Linked DNA regions of Mus musculus: region 2 is linked to region 1. Evidence: chromatin contacts called from public ChIA-PET data. All regions are on one chromosome and are shown on one strand. Each heading gives the region's core, a stretch centred on a gene start, on an enhancer-like site or on the middle of the called end of the contact. The rest is flanking DNA. Distances are from core to core; before and after follow the strand shown. Region 1 overlaps Cd101 (CD101 antigen). Region 2 holds the start of Cd2 (CD2 antigen).

Region 1 (3,126 bases), core at 394-2,893:
ACAGGCCCAAATTAAATGTTTTCCTTTATAAGAGTTGCCATGGTCATGGTGTCTCTTCACAGCAATAAAACCCTAAGACAGTATTCTAATAGAATTTGCATGATTCCCCACCACTTCCAAATACGAAAACCACGCTGGAGTACCAGCAGTGACTGACTTAAAATATCATCTGCCCTGTAGGAGGTTCTTGAGGCTCAGCTGTGCCACACAGTATCATGAGGCTGCTGGCAATGAGAACTCGTGGCAGGTGTGGAAAGGTCAAAGAGCAGTGGTTATTAGCTGCTAAGGAAGTATTTCATTGTTTTAGCAACCAATGTGGCCATTCCACGTATACTAACTTCATGTTGATGCCATTAAATCATGCTCACTTTACCAGGACAAACGTGGTGAATGGATACATTATGTCTGTTTCTATAGTTTACACAAAGTGGGAGGAGCTCCGTTGTTATTTGAGACAGGGGCTCACTATTTCAGCCTAGGCTGACCTCAAATTCTCAATTCTCCTATTTTGGCCTCCTGAATACTGGGATTATAGGTATGCACTAAACCTGGCCAAAAAAAAAAGGATATTCTTTTCTTTTTTAAAAAAGGCTCAATGTCAAGTATCACTTACCTGGAAAGGTGACAGTAATCATTAATAGGTTAGAGGTGGCAGATACTCTGGCTGGGCCACTTGTGCATATGGAATCTCTGTCATAAACCTCCACTGTACACCGATACACCCCTGTCTCCTCCATAGCTGCATCGTAGATTTGGAGTTGAGAACGAAAGAAAGACTGTGACACCTTCGTCTTCCTGTGGATCTGGGAGAGGACGTCCCCCCATTCAACGGTGCCATTGTGGGCAATTCGAATAAGCCGATGAAAGGCTCCAGAGCCCGCTGGCTGGAACTGCCACGTTACCGAGAACGGCAGCTTGAGATCCGAGTAGTTGGCCCTCACTACACAGGACAGGTGGAAGGTATGGGCTAGCATCACTTGTGGCTGACGGCTCATCAGATTAACTCGTAAACTTGACTCTGTGGGGGAGAATGTGAGACACACTTCCTGTTTACCAGGTCCAAGCTCGGGGACTTCCAAGTTTTCTCAATGCCCCCTTTACACAGGGCCACACACTTGTGTTCCTGGAGTGACATGAATTTGGGGGTAGAGGTTGGTCCACAGTACAGTCTGTCCTGAATTTCAACCTCGGCTCTCCAAGTCTCCCCCCTCGCCTACGACTGTTCTCAGCAGCCACAACAAACAGGCAGTGTTTCTCCAGTGCGCCACTTAGACAGCTGCACAGAGCAGGGACACCACGCGCAGCCAGGGTCTGGCCTCTTTCCTCTCCCCACTCAGCAAGTAGAACACTCACAGCACGGTCTGGCCTCCTTCCTCCCTCTGGCCCACCCCCTGTCCCCCGGGCTCAATGTCACTCTCTTGCCCATGCTAGAGAAAACTCCATGATACCTGGGCTGCTGCTGGGACGGGGCAAGCTTGGCTCCACTCATCTGCTAGTCAACCAGGAATCACAGGGGTTTGTTTTCAACTTTGAACAATGTACAAGCTGCACTCTAGAATGATCTTTATAAAGATGAATAAACTCGAGAGGTTGCTGTCAGGCCTGATTTGCATATTCTGCTCTGCATGTCTCACGGTACACATGCCGCTGGCTGGCACTTGGGGTGCACATACCGCTGGCACTCACAGCACACGTACCCAGGGCACTCGGGGTACGTGCACCTCTGGCAGGAGTTCTGAATGATACCATCCAAACTTCAGTACAGAATAAGGTGACTGTCATACACTCAGAAAAGGACTTTTCCCAGTGACTTACTCAGAGATTTTACAGTGACTGAAATCTTCTGGGTTGACTGCAAACCTTTGGCCTGGTTCTGGAGTCTCTCTGACACCCTGCATTCATAGGTACCGCTGTCTGTGACCATGGCAGAGGCAATCTCCAGCCGAAAGGTGGCCCAGTCCACTTTCTCCAGCCTCCTGTTACCACGGTGCGCAGGGCCCGGAGAAGAGACTCCCAGCTGCACAGTACCATCTTGCCCCATGCCAGCCACAAACACGGGTGTGGACTGGTCCTGTGGGGTGAGCCACCAACTCACAGATAGAGCACTCACATCCCCAGCTGCCTTGCAGAGAAGGGTAAGCGTCTCTCCTTCCCACACAGTACGCTGCTCGGCAGACACGGTCACACTTCTTGCTGCAGATGACAGGTTATGGAAGAAAAATGTTTTAAGTAAATAAAAAAATTTCTAAAATATGATGATGAATTTTAACTATAAAGTACTTTACTTGTTTGATCAGAGTTGGTTGATTCTTCCATACCATGCCCAGAACAAAGATCTTCCAAACCATCATGGATGGATAGATGGATAGATGGATAGATGGATGGTTGGATGGATGGATGGATGGATGGATGGATGGATGGATGGAAAGATAAATGGATAGCGGGATAGGTAGATAGTGTGCAAGGGTATATGTGGGTGTCTCTGTGTGCATAAATAAAATAAAACTTCTCTAAGGTAATTATTACATAGTGGAAACAAGACAGCAGACAGGAGACCAGGAGAGCCCACAAACACGTACATGATTCATAATATATACTTCCTTTTCTTGTGGTTTTGTTCAGCCGACCCATACTGAAGAAGGTCTAGTTGGGCAAATACCTGATAGGTTTTTTTTTTTTTTTTATTCATTAGGGAGAGTAAATGAACCTGAAAGTAATGAAGCTATGATAATTTACATTTTAGGGTGTTTGTTTTTAGAATAAAGGCTGTCACTCTTTTTAAGTATGTTCTCTGTCTGCTTGCATGTGCCTGCCAGTCCTAATTAGCTTAGTGTGTGTTTTGAAGAGGGAAAGAAAATTATTAATTAGATTTCTGTTTGCAATACCACCATAAAAACCACTAATCTGGGAAAATTTAATATTTATATACATATGTATTATATATACAGGTGCATATCAATCTTCTATCATTGGCAAGTGACCGTCTTCTCATGTTTAAATGCTGTATAATATAACTATATGCTAAATAACTATAAATGCAAGGCCAGCTCCCAGATGGGAAATTCAAGACGTGGAGAAATGAAAAAAAATTCATTCAACAAATGCTTATTGTACAAGGTCCTGTCC
Region 2 (3,126 bases), core at 465-2,964, 280 kb after region 1:
TGTAATTTAAAGTTCTCAGGATTGCCAAAGAAAACCAGGCTACCTAACAAGCACCTGACTTCTCTCCAGTAGCCATGGTCACCGCAGTGACAGAGTACATGAATAGGCTATACAGGGTTCGATACGATGAGTGGTCGTTCTCATTCCCACCCCGTTTCTGGGACATTCTCTCTAGATAAAGTTACAGGATTTGGGTCTGGGAAGAGTTGTGCACAGAGGAGCTAACAGGGGGCCCTGGAGAGAGGTTGGTGTTAGGCCCAGGTGCTGAGTATTGGACAGGAAGGACACCCACGGGGGGATGAGGGGAGCCCTTTCTATAGTGACATTTCCTGTGTGAAGCTCAGAATGTTTGTGTGCTCCCTGAATGGCTGATCTATTCTGCACAAGGCATTCTCAGCTTTCTCCGCAAGCCAAGGGCAGGCTTTCTCCTCTCACCCATTGGTGTGAGCTGCCAGTTTGTCCCTGGACTTTCAGCTTCGACAGCATCCCAGGCTTCGTTTTCTTCTTTCTCACCCACCCAAGCTTCTTCACTTCCTCCTCACCCCCACACCCGGCATGTTTGCACCCTTCCTCATCTCCCTGGCACCCTTTACTCCAGGCCAATGACTATCAATGACAACTCTTCTCACTAGAAGCTCTTGGAACGCTATAGATCCCACTGGCACACATACTCCATGCTGCCAGGAGCCTGGGCATGAGTCACTTCTTACAGCTCACTTGCTGGTTCTCACCAAGACTAAGACCACCTGCTTGGCTTCGCTTGGATGACAGGAGAGGACTCCTGGTTGGTCTTCTCCTGTTGCTCTTCAGTATCATGCCCTCTCATCATACCCTGGCTTAAACATAGCTCTCCAGACAAGAGGCTCACTGCTCCTAGGCACCCTCTGACATCCTGTCTAGCTACAGCTTCATCGGCCACCAAGGATGTCCATGTCTTTTCTCTGCTAACCTGTCTTCTTTCTGATTAATGCCTGTCTGTCACCTGGGAGTCTTTGTACAACCCCACAGCCACCCAAAGAGAGAATGAAAGGCAGACAGGCTTTAGAGCCACCCTCACCCACTGGAGTCTTCATTGTGGGCCACACAGGTAACATTGGATGGGGATGCTACAGAAAGGCTGCTCCCCAACTTTCTACATAGCAGCCGTCCTAAAATGAAAACCTTTAGGGAATGGAGACTTACCCAGAATCCTCACGTCCAGGTCCTTCTCCAGCCTAGTCATCCCATTTGTGCCATACACCATTACATTATAGGTGCCACTGTCGTTTCTCATCATCGGCTTCTTTATCTTCAGGGATCCGTTTGCTAAGACCTCATACGTTTCTGATATCAAAAAAGGTGGCTTCTTCCTTTTAAACTCTGCGACCAGGGTGCCCCTCCTTACCCATCGCACCTCATCAATATCATCAGTCATTTGAAAGTTGGGGATGTTCAGGGTGATGCCATGACCCAAGACACCCCAGATGGTCTCATTGTCTCTGCAGTCCGCCCCTGTAAAAAAGTAAGATGGTTTCTGAGGTCTCGGGACTACGGAGGATCTCCCTCTTCGCCTCTAATGTCCACTCCAAGGTCTCCGGAAGAGCTCCACGCGAATGCTTACCTTTGCCGGAAAGGCTGAAGAGCAGAAAGAAGCTACCCAGGAATTTACATTTCATCTTTAGAGTTCTTTTCCCAGGGGTGACTCTGAGTTCTTTCTGTCAGGACTGTGGTGAGGCTGGCAGAAGCCACACCCAGCAACCTGAACCACGTGTCTTTCATGCCTGCTGTTCACAGTAGGGGAGGGGGAGGGGGAGAGGGAGAGGTAGAGATGGGGAAGGAGAGAGAGAGAGACAGAGACCCTATCAAAACGACTCATGCATTTGCTGCCCTCCTTAACCGAAATAGGTGTCTGTGTCACATTTTAATCTTTACAAAAACAGCTTAGGGTGTTGGGTTTTAGCACCCCACCAGAGGAAGAAGAGGAACTGGGAGGTCAGTTGCCATAGCTACCCTTTTGTAAACAAGGGCTTAAACATAGCTGGCCACTCAGCTGTGCTGCCTTCAACAGGACCAAGTAGACTCACCGGCAAAAGGTCATAGGAATAGAATTCAGATATGTATATTTGGGAAGGATTGGGAGGCGTGGCCTTGTTGGAGGTGCGTCACTGAGGGTAGGCTTAGAAATCTTTAAAGCCCTTGTGGTCCTGTTAGCTCTCTCTCTCTCTCTCTCTCTCTCTTCCCTCTCCCCTTCCCCACTCTGTCTATCTGTCTGTCTCCTGCTGTGGATAGGAATGTAAAACCCCCCCAGCTACTGCTCCAGCGCTATGCTTCATGCCTGCTGCCATACTCCCGGCCATGCTGGCCATGGACCTGTAAGAGCACAGTAGATTCTTCCTTCTCTAAGTTGCCTTGGTCATGATGGTTTGTCACAGCCATTGAAAAGTGACTGCAACACCCATGAACGCCATGCCTGAAGAGGCCAGAGGAGTCCATCGATCTCCTGGAATTTAAGTTACAGATGGTTGTGAGCTGCCTCGTGGGTGCTGGGAATAAAACCTGGGTCTTCCGGAAGAGCAGCCTGAGCTCTTAAGTACCAAGATATCTCTCTTGTCCTAAGACTATAAAAAAATAGTGAACAGGGATACAAGGACTAATGTCCCTAAAAAGACAACAGAGAGGTCACGTGAGCAAGAGATACAGTGAACATATAGTCTTTTGATTCTTTAGAATTCAGTGAGAAAAGGTCTTCAAAATCACGGTTTTTCCATTTCAGATGCTTAACAACAGCCACAACAGTGCATTTCAGTTGAGTTAAAATATTAATTCCAAGGGGGGAAAAATCCAAGTGAAATAAGACTTAACAGGAAACATAAAAGAATTCCTATTCTTGAGTATGGAAAATCTTCCTATATGTATTGCACAATTCAGAAATAGTAAAGATGGACGTTAGAGGCCACATAAAAATCTAGAATCTATGCATGTACAAAGAGCTATTAAATGTGTGAGAAGTCAAGCCAAGATATTTGCAATGTGTGCAAACTGTTACTATCTAAGATGTCAGCATCATTTCTTGTCTTCCCTTTGGGGTGTTGAGGATGGAAACTTGAACATGCTAGGCAGGCACTCAACCACTGAGCTACATCCACA

The links. ChIA-PET counts read pairs in DNA pulled down with a chosen protein or histone mark.
Region 2: an RNA polymerase II ChIA-PET map of effector CD8 T cells shows a contact between it and region 1, with 190 read pairs. The contact joins the promoter of Cd2 here to the enhancer-like site in region 1. A contact is called at or near these places in 22 of 39 promoter capture datasets (3T3-L1-derived adipocytes, the C10 cell line, the HPC-7 cell line and 15 more), 2 of 15 datasets of contacts at CTCF or cohesin (CD8 T cells and the NIH/3T3 cell line), 20 of 484 Hi-C or Micro-C datasets (CD4 T cells, CD8 T cells, the HL-1 cell line and 11 more), 20 of 115 datasets of contacts at active chromatin or transcription factors (CD8 T cells, the SCID.adh cell line, T-cell acute lymphoblastic leukemia and 11 more) and 4 of 9 other capture datasets (adipose tissue, liver, macrophages and 1 more).

Annotation. Positions count from the first base shown.
Region 1 is chr3:101,011,173-101,014,298 of GRCm38.p6, forward strand. It overlaps Cd101 (CD101 antigen), which reads right to left. Exons shown (of 9, transcript NM_001167906.2): 5 at 1,816-2,193; 6 at 614-1,018. Among named protein-coding and RNA genes, the nearest start is that of Cd101, 17 kb to the right of the region's middle. Within about 2 kb of position 1,644, at least 108 of the 459 cell types and tissues checked have an H3K27ac peak or open chromatin away from gene starts, as enhancers often do. A contact at or near this core is called in CD8 T cells, the SCID.adh cell line, T-cell acute lymphoblastic leukemia and 14 more, where this site is marked.
Region 2 is chr3:101,286,225-101,289,350 of GRCm38.p6, forward strand. It overlaps Cd2 (CD2 antigen), which reads right to left and starts at 1,715. Exons shown (of 5, transcript NM_013486.2): 1 at 1,601-1,715; 2 at 1,183-1,491. The coding sequence starts at 1,655.